Regions from separate parts of the Mus musculus genome. Here region 1 is linked to region 2. Evidence: chromatin contacts called from public Hi-C data. All regions are on one chromosome and are shown on one strand. The core of a region is the stretch at or near the end of the contact, and the rest is flanking DNA. Distances in the headings are between cores, read along the strand shown.

Region 1 (4,641 bases), core at 1,738-4,237, 320 kb after region 2:
CTGGTCACACTGCTCTCCCAGGCAGGAAGCAGAGAGAGATGGATGCTGATGATATATGGGCTTGCTTCCTCCTTTTCCCTTTTTGTACTCAGAACCACTGTTGGTGGAATGGTGCCAAGCACTAAGCGTTGGACGTCTCCTCCCTAGGTAAACATTCTAAAAAGTTGTGGTAGGGGGAATGCAGTTAGAATGTAATATATGAGAGTAAAAATTAATAAAACAATCTTTGGGAAGATCCTCACAGTCATATGCCCCTAGATGATTCTGAATCTGGTCAAACTGATAATGAAGATTAACTACCAGCCCATGTAGTCATCTCATCTGATTGGAGTCTAATTCCAATTTGCCCACTCTGTGTGCCAGTTTTCCCTCAAACCCCATGGAAGCCAAACATTGGTTCTAAAATGAATCATCAAAACAAAACAAAACAAAAACACCTTATTGGAAGGGCTGGAGAGATGGCTCAGACGTTAAGAACACTAGCACCGGGCTGGTGAGATGGCTCAGTGGGTAAGAGTACCCGACTGCTCTTCCAAAGGTCTGGAGTTCAAATCCCAGCAACCACATGGTGGCTCACAACCATCTGTAATAAGATCTGACGCCCTCTTCTGGTGTGTCTGAAGACAGCTACAGTGTGCTTACATATAATAAATAAATAAATCTTAAAAAAAAAAAAAAAGAACACTAGCACCAGAGAACACTGGTTCATTTTTATAGCACCAACGTGGTGACTCACAACCACCTGAAACTCCAGTTCAAGCAGACCTGATGCTCTCTTCTGACCTCCACAGCACTTGATACACATGCGGAGTGTGGCATATGTGCAGGCAAAACACCCATACACATGAAATAAAAATATTTAAAAGCTCATTAGAATTTCCTTAAACTTTTCATTACAGTTCAGCTCTCCTACATGACAGTGCCCACGTTATGAGTGAATTTCTTCATGTCTGCCAAGTTAAAACAGTCCTGAAATAGAGCATCACTTGGACCCCAGCACTCTTTTGGGGGGAAAGGTCTTATTTAGTTCAGGAGAACTTGATATCCCCCTGCCTCAGCCTCCCAAGTACAGGGATTAACGGTGAGTACCAACATACCCAGCTCACCCACTCTTTTTAAAAAATTCTCTCTCTCTCTCTCTCTCTCTCTCTCTCTCTCTCTCTCTCTCTCTCTCTCTCCCTCTCTCTCCCTCTCTCTCTCTCTCTCTCTCTCTCTCTCTCTCTCTCTGTCTCTCTCTCCATAACTATCTACCTGCCTACCTATCTAGTGTGTGTGTATATGTGGAAATCTAAGACTAATTTTGTTTAGTCAGTTCTCTTTTCATCTTTGTGTGGATTCCAGGCATCAAATACTTTTGTGGCAAATGTAACATTTTCTTTTGAGATTTGTTTGTTTGTTTGTTTGTTTGTTTAGCAAGCCCATCGGTGTTTTGCCTGCATGTGTGTCTGTGTGAGGATGCCAGAGCTCCTAGAACTGGGGTTGCAGATCATTGTGAGCTGTCATGTGGGTGCTGGGAATTGAACCCAGCTGCCCTAGAAGAGCAGCCAGTACTCTTAACTGCTGAGCCATCTGTCTAGTCAATCATATGTCATCTTACTGTCTACATTGTTATTGTTGTGTGTAATGTATATGTGTAGTATATACGTGTGTGTGGTGGGGGGAGTCAGGCATACTGCTCCATCACTTTCTGCCGTATTCTCTTGAGACAAGGTCTCTCATTGAACCTGGATCTAGGCTGATGGTCAGTAAGCCCCAGCCATCTTTTCATCTCTAACTCTTGTGCACAGTTATGGGTTTCAAAGTATGTCTGACTAAACCTGGATTTTCGCATGGATTCTGGGAATGTGAACCTAGGTCCTCTTATTTGTATTGTAAGTGCTATTTCCCGCTGAGCCATCTCTCTACCACCCCCCCCCCAAAGTGTTTTAATCAAAACCTGAAAGAATAGTCTCTGCTGAGATGGTTCACCATGCAGGTAAGCATGTATAATCACCACCTACGCCAATTAGCTTGGCTTTCTATGTCTTTGGCTAGGTGCCTCTTGGAGAGAGCAAAGGCTGAGGTTATTCACCCCTTAGCTCTTAGCTTTGTTTTGCTCACCAGGTTGCCAGCCAGAGTGGTTTGGGATTGGAGCCAGTTGGAACAGCACTCTGCTGCCCTGCTAACCAATCAAACAGTGACAGAAGTGACAATTTCTCCAACAGAATCTCATCCAAAGCAATTCACTTACCACACTCCCAGGGTCATACTGACACTGGCTCTTATAGCATATCTGGGCCTCCTGAACCCTTAGAGAAGCCCACTTGGGAGACTGTACTATGTGGATAACACAGATGACCCTACTCAATCTATCATCTGCTAGTCTATTTGTAGTGGTCACTGTTAATTGTCAACTTCCCAGACCCTAGAATCACGAGGGAGATGTACTTCCGGATATTCCTGTAGGGAGTTATCTTGATTACATTAATTAAAGTGGCTAAGACCATTCTCTGGATAGGGGATAATATCAACCCAGAATTGAACAGTTCTTTTTTTCTTTTTGTTTTTTCAAGACAGAGTTTCTCTGTGTAATCTTGGCTGTCCAGGAACTTTACTTTGTAGACCAGGCTGGCCTCAAATTCACAGAGATCTGCTTGCCTCTGCCTCCCGAGTGCTGCGATTAAAGGCATACACCACCATCACCTGGCCAACAGTTCTTAAAAGTTTCACAGAATTTGGTTTAGGGAGATGGTACAGAGGGTAAAGGCTTTTGCTGTCAAGCCTGACAACCTGAGTTTGATTCCGGGAACCCGTACATTAGAAAGAGAGAACCCAGTACATGTGAGCTGTGGCACAAGCATACCTCCCCCACCTAAATAAATAAGGAAATGTGATAAAATTTAGAAAAAGTTTCACAGACTGCGGTGATGCAATATTGTAATGAAAATGTCCCTAACATTCTAAGAGACTGGAACTTTTTTCTGGACCTTACAGCCAGAGTTAATAATATACCTTGAGGTCATTTAAAACTCAAGACTGATATCCTACTGTGGACTCAGCCTGTTTGTTTAACCTACTTTTAAGAGAACAATGTAACAGCCAACCTTATTTGCCTTGAATTTCCCATTAGCTTTTACAACCTAGCTTATGCTTAACTGTACTCTTAAATTATGCACTCTTTCATGCCCCTGACACAAAATTATGCATTTGTATCATTTGCGAAAGCGGCAAACACAGAGGTTGAAAGCAATCTTATAAAATTAATATCCACCATAACTGTTGAACTCAACATACGGATATTGCTTGATAAACAATGATGTTTGTTATGAGTCAACTGGGGTCAGTTGGAGCCAGTGACTTAATCCCTTGTGAAACTGTTAAAGATTTCTGTAAAGTGTCCCTCACTCTGCCCCCATATGATGGTTTCTGCGCTGTTCTATAAGAGACAGAGCAGAGCCTTTCATTAGGGACACACCCGGACATGCAGACACTGGGACAGAGTCACAGGACATTCTTCGGGCAGGCACGAACTCTGACTCATACAGTAGGAAGCAAAAGGATGGCAGACACAGGGAGGTAAAAGTAGAGAATTCAAATGTGGACTTGCTCCTGGTTAAATGACACCAAGGGGAAGTGTTTTGATTTCTTTCTTTAATGTGACACCGATGCATTACTGTTGACTCAGACTTTATTATTAATGTGTTCAAATGGACCAAAATAGACCTCACCTGAAGCTCCTGGAGAGGGGATGTCTTTAATCTCTTTGTATTTGCTGCCTTTGAAAGGATCATCTTGATCAAACATTAACGTTATAGATTACAAGGACTTGATTGTAATTTTGCCTTCCAATTTAAACGGTCTTTTCCCCATTTAATGATTTTATTTCATTTAATGATTTTTGTTTGTAGTTATGTCTTTCTCTTTCTGTATTTTATTCAGCTCTCTCTTATTCTTGGTTAGCCTTGCCATGGGTCTGGGAATAATTCCTACAGGTTTTTGTTGCTTCTTCATTTCATGCTATTCTGCCAGGGCCCAGCCAAAAGATGGCTCTCTCATCCAAATGCCAGCTGAGCATGCAAGCTGAGGGTCAGCTCCAGTGTCAGTGACCAATAGTTGGCGACCAGTAGCCAATATAGTCAGTCAACTTACCAACCTGTTACCTTGGCTATCGTACATATATCTGGGACAAGTTCACAGGACCATAAAAATAGACTTTTATTATTATTCTTTTAAATCATATTTATTTAGGTTGAGGGGGGCATGCCATGGCCCATGTGTGGAGGTCAGACTTTTGGATGGTTCTGTCTTTCTAGTATGTGGGCCCTCAGATATTAAACTCAGGCCATTGAACTTAATATAAGTGCTGCTGAACTTACCAGGACCTAGGAATAGATTCCTTTTGCTTGTTTGATTGGTTTGTTCTGTATTTATTTATTTTTATTTTTATTTTTTGTTTTGTTTTGTTTTTTGAGACAGGGTTTCTCTGTGTAACAACCCTAGCTGTCCTGGAACTCACTCTGTAGACCAGGATGGCACCGAACTCACAGATATCCGCCTGCCTCTGCCTCCCAAGTGCTGGGACTAAAGGCGTGCACCACCATGCCTAGTCTAAGAATAGATTCTTAATATTAGAATGAGAATACTATTGACACATGCCAGGAC
Region 2 (4,785 bases), core at 14-2,513:
GGGAGGAGGTACGGGAGTGGGGTGGGAGGGATGAAAAAACACCAAAGGCTTCACCCACACCCTTGCACCCCCTTCCTCGCCCGGGGCCCCTCGGCCAGTGCTCTAGCCGCCCGGTGTTGCCAAACCCTCACTGGGCAGGGTTGCGGGGTGAGGCTTTGGGAACAGGGCTTGAGCTAGAGAAGATGAGGAAAACAAGTGAAACGGGAGGGGCGGGGTGGGGTGACGGCTCATAAATCAACTGGCTCCACCCCCAGCCCTCAGAGCTGAGGCGCCTCAGCCCCGCAGGGAAGAGGAGGGTCACTCGACCACTCCTGGACGACCTCTGAGCTTTCCCTGAGCCATCGCCCCACCCTAGGCTCAGGCCGCCGTAAGACCAGCTCCTGGCCCAGATCGTAAACCGCCCGCCGGATTCGGCGGGAAGCCGCCCTTGGACGCAGCGCTCATCCGCCCAAGGGGAAGTTTATTTATAGCTTGTAAAACGTAAAGGAAACCAGACTTCGCTAGCTTGCGGAGCCTGGGCGCCTTCGATCCCCACCTGCCCACCAAGAGGGCTCAGCAGGGGGTCTGGAAAGTGGGGTGGCTTCTAGTCCTCCCCCTACTCTGCACCCAAAGGAGAAGGGAACCTTCTTCTGTTGCTGCCCAGGCTTAAATTCCCTCTCAGCGTGCTTAAGCAGGGCGCTTGATGCCACAGAGAGAGGAGGCCAGGGCCTGGGCCCTGTGTGGTTAGTGTAAAGGAGACTGAGCTGGCCCACTTGGCACGCACGCCCGGGCAGGCCAGGCAGCGCTGTGCGGGATTCCACAGCTTCCGCTCCCGACAGGGGGAAGTCCCAGAGTGCCAGGAAGCCTTGGAGTGGGTGCTCCCGGAGCCTCTCCTTGGAAAGCAAGGATGCTGTCCCCGTTCCTGCTGCGCACGTGTCTTCAGCAGAGCAGGCGAGCGCTGTGCGCCTGGGGCTGCGATCCGCGGGTGACAGCGGTTGAGAGCGCGCCCTCTCCACTTCACACCCCCGCCGTCGCCTCCTCCCCAGGGGAAGCTCCTCGCTCCGGGGTGCGCTCGGGGCAGGAGCCAGAAAAAAACGAAAAGTGCCGAGAAGACGAGGACGAAAACCGATAAAGAGCTCAGCCGAGCTCTTCAAGATACCCGCGAGTCCCCATTACTCACAACCCACCCGGGCAGCCCTTCCCAGTCCCGATGGAGTGCACCCTGCCTTGGTCAGGGAGGTGTGTGTGTGTGTGTGTGTGTGTGTGTGTGTGTACGCGCGCGCGCCCAATCGCCGGGACGGCAGTTGCGAAACAGGCTCTTGGCTGCAGCGCGGCATAATGGAGGTGGCTGGAACAATGCGCGCTTTGTGCGCGCTGGTTGTTTTCTACCCGCCTCGCCCCCCTCGCTCGGGCCGTATGGCACTTTAATCCCTACCACGGCTAGGCACAAATGCACTTGTGTCCTGTGGGTCACCGGGGGCCGTGCGGCTGGAGCTGTCCCCACCCCTCCCCCGCCGAGCCCACGGCCCGCTTGCCCAGTCTTCCTTCCTGCACCCACCTCCCCCCACCCCACCCCCGCGCGCCACCACTTCAATTCCCGGCGTGGGCCGCTCAGCCGGCTTTGGAAGCTTCCGGGCCCGCCGGCCACTTTTATTTTCCAGGCAGACGGCCCTCCCCACCCCCCCGGCGAGCACGCGCGCGCGCGCACACACGTGGAGCGCAGGCCTCCCACTTGCGGCCCTCCCTCGGCTCGCCCCGCCCGCCCGCCCGCTCGCTCCCGCCCGGCGCTCCGGACTCCTGCGAACAATAGTAAATGTCAACAGATTCCGCGCGGCGAGTGTCTGACTCGGCCGAGATAAGGGTGCGCGGTTGGCCCTGAGCTCCGCGACACCGCGGGGGGAGGCCACCCTGACCCTAGCTGGAAAGAACCGGCTGTGATGAAGCCGGTGTCGAGGGATGGAGGGCAGGAGGGGAGAGCCCCAGCCTCAGCCCCGGGAGGAGAGGCGCTTAGACGCCAGGCCTTGCCCCACCCCCACCCCGCCTAACTCTGTGCTGCTGGGCAGCCTAGGGGCCCGGTGGAAAGCCACGTGCTAGATGTCAGCCCACGGCTCGGATCTCCAGAGGACGCAGGGAAAAGGCAGGTGTGGAGGTGAAGACTCGGACAGTTTTCCACCTCCGGGGAGCCGGCACCCGAAACATGGAAAGGATCTCAGTCCTTGTCTCCTGAAACTCACTAAAATGTTTTTTTTTTTTTAAGCTCACACAACACTTGCAGTCCTCCCCCTCAATCGTCCGCAACCCACCACCCGAGTTAAAAATTCGCAAATTGATTCCCACGCGTTAGTATTAATGGGTTGTTCCTCTTAAATTGTTGCCAACTTTGCTAATGGATTATTATTTAAATTTCTTTTTTATAAAGTACGTGTTGTTTTATAGATGCGTATTTACTTAAAGAAATCAACTGCATCTATTAACATATTAAAGAGAGAATAAAGCACGGGGCCGGTGTAATGTGCTGTTCAGCCTTACTTTGGGTGCTGCGAAGATAGGAAAATCTTATTTGTTTAATAATAAGTCACTCATGAATATGCAAATGACATCGTTGCAGTACCTCACTTCTGTCACTATTAATGAGTTGCAAATTAATGTGACAACAAAAGGAAAATCTATTTAGTGGAGGAACTCAGGTTCCTACCTGGGGAGATCACCAGCAGGCCTGGAACTTCCATAGTGTAGATGGAAAGGACCGGGGATGGACACCTCACCCAGCCTTTTCCTGAAGCTACCACTATTGTTTAGACCCACGGACCTGCTTTGTCAATAGCCCCTTAAAATTCCAGCTCCAGGCCAGGGGAAGAATGGTTGCTCCAGGGTAATTAGGGCCAAGTGTGATTAATGGAAATCAGCCCACAGTTTGGAGTAAAGCAATTGGTGAAGCAGATTGGGAAGTGAGGGAGGGGTCCTCTCTCCACCCAGTTTCAAGATTCCCCGAAGCCTTTATTGGCCTCTGTTGTTTGGGATAGGGACAAATTGGGCCTGGGGTGCTCCGATCCCAGGTGGATCACAGGTACTGAGAGAGCAGCCCATGCTCTTGCGCTTGCCTCTTGGGCTTGGTTTTTTACAAGGCGGCTTTGCTGACAGATTTAAGAGCAGATCAGCTTCTTCCTGCCAACCTACTATCCAGTGGCTACAGACTGAAGTCTGCCTGTCTTCCACCGACCTTCCACTCTCCTGGCCTCCACATCAGAGACAGTTACTGACTTCATCAGTATGCTGAAGAGAGTGTTTTGCATTCACTTAAGTTTAGAAACATCTTTGCAAAAAAGTAGTAGTGGTAGTGGTAGTAGTAGTAGTAGTAGTAGTAGTAGTAATCAGTAGAATCAGAGTCCAGGTACTATTTGTCAAGAGAACTGTCTTAGAAAGATGCGGACCTTCTCTATGCAGCCTAGTTAACAATTACATGGTTTTATAAACATATGAAAAGAACCTTTAAGATCTGTGCACTCTGCTATGTCTAAGTTACTTTGTTACTTATTACTAAGGTACCCCGGGGTTGGTGGTCTAAAACAAGACTCATTTATTTGGCTCAGAATCTAGTGTGGGGCCCAGAGCATGCTGTGGTGTCATGTGGGTCAGGGGAGCTGCACTGAGCTCCACTCTCAGGATGGTGCACGCTCAGAGCTGGCAGGCCTGTGCTTCTCCTCCATGTGGGCCGCACCACAGGGTGGCTTGGGATTCCTTACAGCATGGTGGCTCTGGGCCAAGAGCTGAGCATCCCAAGAGAGAGGAAATGGAAGTTGCCAGTTACTTAAAGCCTAAGCCTAGAAGCAGATTCAGAAGAGTTTTCCCAGCTTAAAGATTCCCCAAAGCCTTTTTGGCCTCTTTCTTTGAGTAGCAGTTTAGATCTATAAATGCTCCTGGGCCTGCTCACCTGTATTAAGCAAACCCTGAATGGAGCCAGGTGCAGCCTATCCCTGCAACCTCGGCACTCAGGAGAAGAGAGGATACTAACCTCAAGGCCACTCTGGTCCCCACAGCAAAATTCTGTCTCAAGGGGGTGGGGGAGGCTGGAAATTAAGCACTTGACACACAATCACGAGGCTCTGACTCCAGAGCGCCATACCCCAGAAGAGCGAGGAGCTAGGTACCCTGCTTGATTTTGTAGTCCCAGCATTCCTCCAATGAAATGGGAGATGGAGACATCCTGGTGTCCAAAGGTAAACAGAGACCCTGTGAGGACCAACACCAGAGGTTGTCCTCTAAAACTCCATAATGCCTGCCTGAATTCACACACATTGAGCTCGTGTGTGTGTGTGTGTGTGTGTGTGTGTGTGTGTATACACGTGTGCACGCACACGCGCCGAGAGAGAGAGAGAGAGAGAGAGGGAGAGAGAGAGAGAGAGAGAGATTTACAGAAAGAGCACCCTATGGTGGTGTGATCTGTGCAATAATATATTGCTTAAGCAGTCACAGAGACCAGATTGAAAGGGAAAGGACGCAAACCCTTCCCACAAAGGGAAGTGTGTCAGAAAAGTCAGGCTATTGTTTGAAAACTGCAATATATGTGACTTCAGAAGAATACAGAACATATAAGACTTCATTTCTTCATTCATGCCTAACCTAGCTCCTCCCCACCCCCCACCCCACCCCCACCCCGGTGGCAACCCAGGTACCTCACAAGCTAAGCAAGTACTTTGACAGACTAAGTTATTTTAAGACTCAGTGCTCAGTGTTTTAAGACTTTTACAAGTCTTTAGCTTCAGTTTATTGGCCTTGCTATTTTTATCAAAATAAATGCAACTATTT

Evidence for each region. Hi-C and Micro-C count contacts between places; a contact is called where the count stands out from the background.
Region 1: a contact with region 2 is called in a Hi-C map of liver, with 4 times the contacts expected there. The contact joins two enhancer-like sites. A contact is called at or near these places in 1 of 484 Hi-C or Micro-C datasets (liver) and 4 of 115 datasets of contacts at active chromatin or transcription factors (acute myeloid leukemia, embryonic stem cells, large pre-B cells and 1 more).

The regions. Positions count from the first base shown.
Region 1 is chrX:12,320,549-12,325,189 of GRCm38.p6, forward strand. No RefSeq gene overlaps it. Among named protein-coding and RNA genes, the nearest start is that of Gm14635, 32 kb to the right of the region's middle. Within about 2 kb of position 2,988, at least 18 of the 459 cell types and tissues checked have an H3K27ac peak or open chromatin away from gene starts, as enhancers often do. A contact at or near this core is called in liver and pancreatic cancer cells, where this site is marked.
Region 2 is chrX:12,005,523-12,010,307 of GRCm38.p6, forward strand. No RefSeq gene overlaps it. Among named protein-coding and RNA genes, the nearest start is that of Gm34301, 5.8 kb to the left of the region's middle. Within about 2 kb of position 1,264, at least 320 of the 459 cell types and tissues checked have an H3K27ac peak or open chromatin away from gene starts, as enhancers often do. A contact at or near this core is called in liver and pancreatic cancer cells, where this site is marked.